2 separate regions of the Sus scrofa genome follow, and region 1 is linked to region 2. Evidence: chromatin contacts called from public HiChIP or PLAC-seq data. All regions are on one chromosome and are shown on one strand. The core of a region is the stretch at or near the end of the contact, and the rest is flanking DNA. Distances in the headings are between cores, read along the strand shown.

What was found. HiChIP or PLAC-seq counts read pairs in DNA pulled down with a chosen protein or histone mark.
Region 1: an H3K27ac HiChIP or PLAC-seq map of alveolar macrophages shows a contact between it and region 2. The contact joins the promoter of FABP5 here to the enhancer-like site in region 2. A contact is called at or near these places in 5 of 47 Hi-C or Micro-C datasets (embryonic fibroblasts, heart right ventricle, mesenteric adipose tissue and 1 more) and 2 of 2 datasets of contacts at active chromatin or transcription factors (alveolar macrophages and skeletal muscle).

The regions. Positions count from the first base shown.
Region 1 is chr4:55,280,982-55,284,369 of Sscrofa11.1, forward strand. FABP5 (fatty acid binding protein 5) reads right to left here and starts at 1,604. Exons shown (of 4, transcript NM_001039746.2): 1 at 1,444-1,604. The coding sequence starts at 1,522.
Region 2 is chr4:54,993,505-54,996,876 of Sscrofa11.1, forward strand. No RefSeq gene overlaps it. Among named protein-coding and RNA genes, the nearest start is that of IMPA1, 51 kb to the left of the region's middle. Within about 2 kb of position 1,442, at least 4 of the 83 cell types and tissues checked have an H3K27ac peak or open chromatin away from gene starts, as enhancers often do. A contact at or near this core is called in alveolar macrophages, where this site is marked.

The DNA of each region.
Region 1 (3,388 bases), core at 354-2,853, 290 kb after region 2:
CTTTTTCCAGTTACCTTGATCTAGATTTACAGTGGAGAAAAAAAACACCGCCTTCCTGTTTCACTCATAGAATTATAAACACACTCAAGATTCACCAGGGAGCCAGCCTTAACCAGCTGATGTCTTGCCTAAAGGCTAGTAAAGGAGTGTCACCTAAGTACCACAGGACCTAGGTCTCTGTAGTGACTTCTGCACCAGAAAGCACTCAGGTAAACGTTTGTGCAAGGGCGGCTTCTATCTAAAGGATCCCCACAGTCCCAGCAGTGGTCTCAGATAGGATCTTTGCTATGCTACACCATCCAACTTCCTAAAGGCCTGCAACAACGTTCATCTTTATTTGTTAATCTGTCCAGTCTCAACACAGCATACAATCCGTGTCACCAGCTTAGGAAAACAACAAAAGAAAATCAGGCACTATTCTGAATCAGAGAACTTGAATCTTCCTACCTGAGAATCACTCATCCTTGGAAGGCTTTTAAGATGTTAAGTGCTTTCTGCAAGGCCACGCCCATGTTGGACACTAGTTAGAAAACAGCCCCAGGAGGGCCGGCAGTTTGTATGACTGCAGTTTTCCAACAAAGCCTCTTTGCTCCTCACCCTCAAGATGCCGAGGCCAGGGTCGCAGCGCTCGCCCACTCCCAGTACGGGTGATCTTACCGCACCCCTCCCACAGGCCACCGGCTCACTGTGGCGCCCGGCCAGGCGGTGCCAGCAGGTCAGCGCTGCCAGCGCCACGCCTCTGAGCGCTGTTCTGGGGCCTGAAGGCGAGGATGCCCCGACGCTCCCCAGGGAGTTGTGCCAACCCACAGGGTTCTGCGCACCCAGCGAGAGAAGGTGGAGGGCTTGGGGGTGGGGGAGATGCCCCCGGAGCGGAATAGAGGCTGAAGCGGGAAGCCTGGTCCAGACTCTCTAAAGGGTTTCTGATGGAAACCGCGTCCCCGCGGAGACGAAGGAGGGGGACCCGCGCGCCATCTAGGAACAAAAGATGCTGCAGGGTGCTCAAGGGCGAGTGGGTGCGACCACCACGGGGCGAGTGTGAGAGAGTGGACGGTGGCAGGAGGAGGAAGGAGCAGGAGGAGTGGTGGGGGAAGGAAAACAGAAAGTTAGGGGGGCTGCCTGGATAGTCAAAGACATGAAGCTGGAGGTTAGAGGGGGTGAGCGCACTGAAGGGCAGGAAGCAGTGCGGAGCCACCGCGTGGGGCAGGGGAAAGCAGCAGAGAGCGGGGCAAGCTACGAGGCAGATGGTCCCCAGGGTCCTGGGACGAAAGGGAGGCGCCCTCCCCGCCGCTCGCCCGCGTGGTGGGCGTGGGATGTGGAAGGGGCTAAGGGGATCGAGGGTAGGCATTGAGCCTGCCTAGCCCCTGAGCCCAACACGCCGAGGGGGTGCCTTAGGGACACAGTCACACGTGCCACGCTGTCGTGCCGCGTGGCGGCGAACCTCACCTACTTCCTTCATGTACTCGTCAAAGCCTTTGCTCTCCACTAAGCGCCATCTTCCGACCAGCTGCTGGATGGAGGCCATGGCGGGCGCGGACGGGCGTGCGGAGCGAATAAGCGGACTGGTGCCTAGAGCCTGGCGTGCGGGTGCCGGGAGCCTGGCGTGCAGCCGCTGGGCCACTGCGGCTGCTTTATAAAGGCGGCGCGCGCGCTGGGAGGCTCCCTGCGGCCAATGAGAGGCTCGCCTCACCCGCCCGTCCCGCCTCCCCGCCTCCCCTCCCCGCCCCCCAAGCCCCCGGGCCTAACTCCCGGGGGGTCCGTACGTGCGAACCAGCTCCACCTGCCACCTCTGCGAGGGTTCCCCTGGCGCCTCCTGCAAGCGGGGACTCGCCCGGCGTGCCCCACGCCGCCCCGGACGCCAGGCCCTGCCCGTTCTCGTGCCTCTGCAAGTCCAGTAAACCGGGGGGGGCGCTACCGGCGGACACGACATGTCTTTCCTGGGCCAGAGGATCCACCAGCCGCCGCCTCTCTTCCATTCAAAACACCCCCAAACGAATAGATTAGCATTCGCTGGGCTCCGAGGGTAGGGATTGGTTTGAGTGACTGATGGATTGGTAGACTTCTTTTCGTCCCTAATCACTGCTCATAGTCAGGGGACAAACCTGTCTCTTAGCCCCTGGGGAGAGAACTTTTTCTTCCCACGCTCAGGGCACTCCCAGCCTAACTGGGGTCTCTGGATGGGAATATACCTGAGTTAAGTTAGATCATTTTATCAGAAGGTGCCGGGTAGCTGGAAAAGTCCCAGGAAGTTCGGTTTCCAAACTGAGACTGTAGAAGCTATCAGCTTAAGTGACTGCCCTTGCTATTAAGTGTTCCCGTTCAAGAAAGTATTATTATTTGTATTTTCCGCTGAGTGAGCCCTTCAAGCTTTCCTCTCTGACTCCCAAGTCTTAAGACTCCAATGCATTCCCTCTTCACCTTTAATCCTAAGAATATCCTATACTGGGTATAGAATGTTATGCTTTTCAAAGTGTGCGTGTCACAGTATCTTACTTTGTGCTCCCAGGTGCCTGTGGGAGTGAGTTGGTGTGAGGTGAGGAAGTTGCCACACACAGAGGGTAGCCACCTTGGTGGAGGTAAGGTCTATTTGTTGAGTAGCCACTTATGCTGAATGCTGTACTTCCTGGCCACCTTATACCCATTAACTCTGCTCTCCACTCCGTTTTGTGCTACAGAGGGTTACTCCAATTTTCTGAAAGGGAAATCAGGCAGGGAAAGTTTGCAGAGTGGCAGAACCAGAATGCCTGCCCAAGTCCTTCTCATTCAAGAGCTTATGAAATAGGACCACACCTGACTGCCCCTAGCTCCCTGTCCTCCTTATGGGATTAAGAATAGGAGCTACAGCCCTGAATTATACCAAGACACTAGTTCTTGTACCTTCCTTGAACTGAAAGCTGAGGTTGGTTTGTCATCTTCCAGCATGCCTCAGGACATTTACTCCCCAGCGCCATAGCCCTTTCAAGTTCCTGCCCTAATTTTGTGGTCACCTCCATCTTCCGTGTGGTATGATTTTAATACTGAATGACTCAGGCCACGTAGTTGTGCCACTCAGGGCCTGCATGTTCCACACCTCTACTGCTTAGAAGAACTTCATGTTCTGAGGGCGGCTGAGCACATCATTTGCTCAAAGAAGTAAGTTCTGGCTTCCAGACCCTAAGCACAGCCAGCTCCTCCTGCCTCCTGGAGAAGCAGCTTCTATGTGTTTGAACTTTCATTCTTTTCTTTCTTATTTTTCTTTAACTTTCTTTTCTTATTTTTTGGCTACATCCAAGGCATGTGGAAGTTCCTGGGCCAGGAATGGAACCCACACCATAGCAGTGACCCAAGCCACTGAAGGGACATTGGCAGATCCTTAACCACTAGGCCACCAGGGAACTCCTGGACTTTGTTT
Region 2 (3,372 bases), core at 192-2,691:
CGACTAGGAACCATGAGGTTGAGGGTTCGATCCCTGCCCTTGCTCAGCGGGTTAACGATCCGGCGTTGCCGTGAGCTGTGGTGTAGGTTGCAGATGCGGCTTGGATCCCGCGTTGCTGTGGCTCTGGCGTAGGCCGGCAAGTACAGCTCCGATTCAACCCCTAGCCTGGGAACCTCCATATGCCGTGGGAGCGGCCCAAGAAATAGCAACAATAACAACAACAACAACAACAACAACAACAACAACAAAAGACAAAAGACAAAAAAACAAACAAACAAAAAACCTGAGAGCTGGAGCAGGCGAGGCAGGGCATGTGTGTGGCAGTGGACTTATTGCATAACACTTGGGTCTAAGAAATGTCACATTCCTGGAGTTCCCCTTGTGGCTCAGCGGAAACAATCTGACTAGTATCCATGAGGACGCAGGTTCCATCCCTGGCCTTGCTCTGTGGGTTAAGGGTCTGGCATTGCTCTGAGCTGTGGGGTAGGTCACAGAAGCATTTCGGGTCCCATGTTGCTGTGGCTCTGGCTTAGGCTAGCGACTATAGCTCCAACTGGACCCCTAGCCTGGGAACCTCCATATGCCATGGGTGTGGCCCTAAAAAGACAAAAGACAAAAAAAAAAAAAAAAGAAAAAAGAAAAAGAAATGTCACATTCCTTTATTTGTTCAATATCAAATCAAATCTGGTTGTGAGCTTTGTCTTCCTAATCTCAGGTTTCGGGGGAATTCCTTCTGTTTCCTGAGGGTCAAAAGGGAGTGTTTCCAGAAGTAAGGACATTAAGGTGTAGACATTTGGACCACAGCTGAAGTCCTCCTTGTCCAAGCCCTGCAGGTGGGCAGCTGTGTGGCCCCTCCAGGCTGAGCCGAGGTGGAAGAGCCCTTGAGAGCCTGCTCTTCCTCCCTTCAAACCTGCTACCCAGCCTTCAAGTCCTTTGTGGAACCTCAGCGTTTCTACTCAGCGGGAGACCCTGGGCTGCTACTCCTCTTGAAAACCAGCCTCTTCTAAATCTGTCCCCTCCAATCACCCCTGTCTAGACCTGGTTTTAGAGATTTGCTCTACGGCATCTTCAAGGTCAGGCTGTTAAAACAAAGTCATCTTGCAAATATATTCTCCCATTTAGTAGGTTGCCTTTTTGTTTTGTTAAAGGTTTCCTTCATTGTATTTCACTGTGCTGTACACCTGCAATGAATACAATATTATGTCAACTATAATTCAATTTTTAAAAAGACATCTTATTTCTTGTCAACAACAAAAGCTTCCAAGATGAAATTACTTGGATAAAAATGTAAGGATGAGGAGTTCCTGGTGTGACTCAGTGGGTTAAGAACCTGACGTAGTGTCCACGAGGATGCAGGTTTGATCCCTGGCCTCACTCAGTGGGTTAAGGATCTTGTGATGCCTCAGGCTGAGGCGTGGGTGACAGATGTGGTTCAGATTCAGTGTTGCTGTGGCTGTGACGTAGGCTGGCAACTGCAGCTCCTGTTTGACCCCAGCCAGGAAACGTCCATATACCAAAGATGTGGCAATTAAAAGAAAAAAAGAAAAGAATCAAGGAAGAGAGAAAAAAAGTCTCACTCTCTCCTGAATCTTAAGCTATAGGAAGAATAAGATAGAATTTGATATCTCTATAAACTATTTTGTTATGTATTTGACTAAAGCCCATTGCCTCGCTACAGCTTCTCTTTCAAGCCAAACTTTAAAATGTAGGCAGAAAGGCCTGTTGCAAATAATTCAATGGGCGGTTAAGCATCATCAGCTGGACTTGTGCCCAGTGTACCGGTGAAAGGGTTTTTTGGAACCGTGCTTTCTGGGGACAATGGAAACTTCCAGGGGATTAGATTGGGATCATTATCTAAATTCTCACTGGGAAGATATGCTTCTATGGAAAGTGTCTTAAAACCACCAAGGAAGATTAGATTCTGGTCTTATCTTTGTTTTGTAAGTCTACATTTTAGGCAACAGTACATGTGTGTCTACTCTGTGCAAAAAAATAACAAAGCAGTCCTTGAGTAGACCACTGTCTTTTTGGATTAAAGGAACAGGTTTATTTAATGGACTCATTTTGTGATTCAGAAAAAAGATTTTAAGTTTTAGAGTCAAAAATTCACCCATATTACTTAATGCTCAGAAATTACTATGAATTAAAAAAAGCAAACTGGAAATTATCTCAGAATATATAATTGTACCAGTTTCAATTTCAAGCATTAATAAACTGAACCAATATAGTACCATCAAAATTCAGGTTCTTACATTTTTTTTTCTTTAACAAAGTAAGCATATTTGTAATTAGAACCTGAACATTTGCAAATGTATTAATTCTGAGAATCAGGACCTAACTTGAATATCACTGAGAATTTGGGTGAATGAAGCTATGCTCTGGTATGTTTCTTTTAAAAAAGTTGTTTTTTTTTTTCCGGGTATGGAAAATTTTCTTAACAGAACACACCGTTCTTTCTAACCAATATATTCCCAGCATTTAAGCACCACCATTAGTATAGGCCAGACAGTTAATGAATATTTGTTGAATGGATGAATAAAGAGAAATGAATAAACCTGAATTAAAAAGTCACATTTCTAAAAAAAAAAAGAAATTCTTAGTTTTTCTTTTCTTTCCTTTAAATAAATTAAGATGTAATTGAGGTATAACATTGTGTTAAGTTTAAGATGTACGAAGGTATTGATTTGATACACTTAACATATTGCAATATGATAACCATTGTAGTGTTAACTACTGCTTCTATCACATCACATAGTTATTATTTCTTTTTTGTGGTGAGAATGTTTGAGATCTTGTCTCTTGAAAACTCTGAGATCTACGATACAGTACTGTTGACCATAATCATTGTGATGCATCAGATCTCCAGGACTTCTTCACCTCACAACTGGAAGTTTGTACCCATTGACCAACATTTCACTGGTTCCCTCATTTCCCCCAGCCCCTGGTAACCATCATTCTACTCTCTGTTTCTCGGAATTTGACTTTCTTAGGGTTCACATATAAATGAGATTATATGATATCTGTCATCTTCTGTCTGATTTATCTCACTTAGCATAATGCACACTGGCACAAGTCCATGTTGTCACAAATGGCAGGATTTCCTTCTTTCTCAAGGCTGCACAGGATGGCTCCCCCAACCCTCAACACAGAATTATCCAGACCAAATGTCAACGGTTCTGCTGTTGACATCTCTTGGTGTTTACCAGTCCAGACAGGAATGCTTCTGTGGCTTTAAGACAGCAGATGCTGGGATGGAGCCGTTATGAGGCTATGGCAGCTCCAACAAAGGTGAAGTCAGCAGGTGCCAACAGAATCCTCTCTATTACCAGAAAGCTGATCTTATTTATTTATTTATTTGTCTTTTGCCCTCAG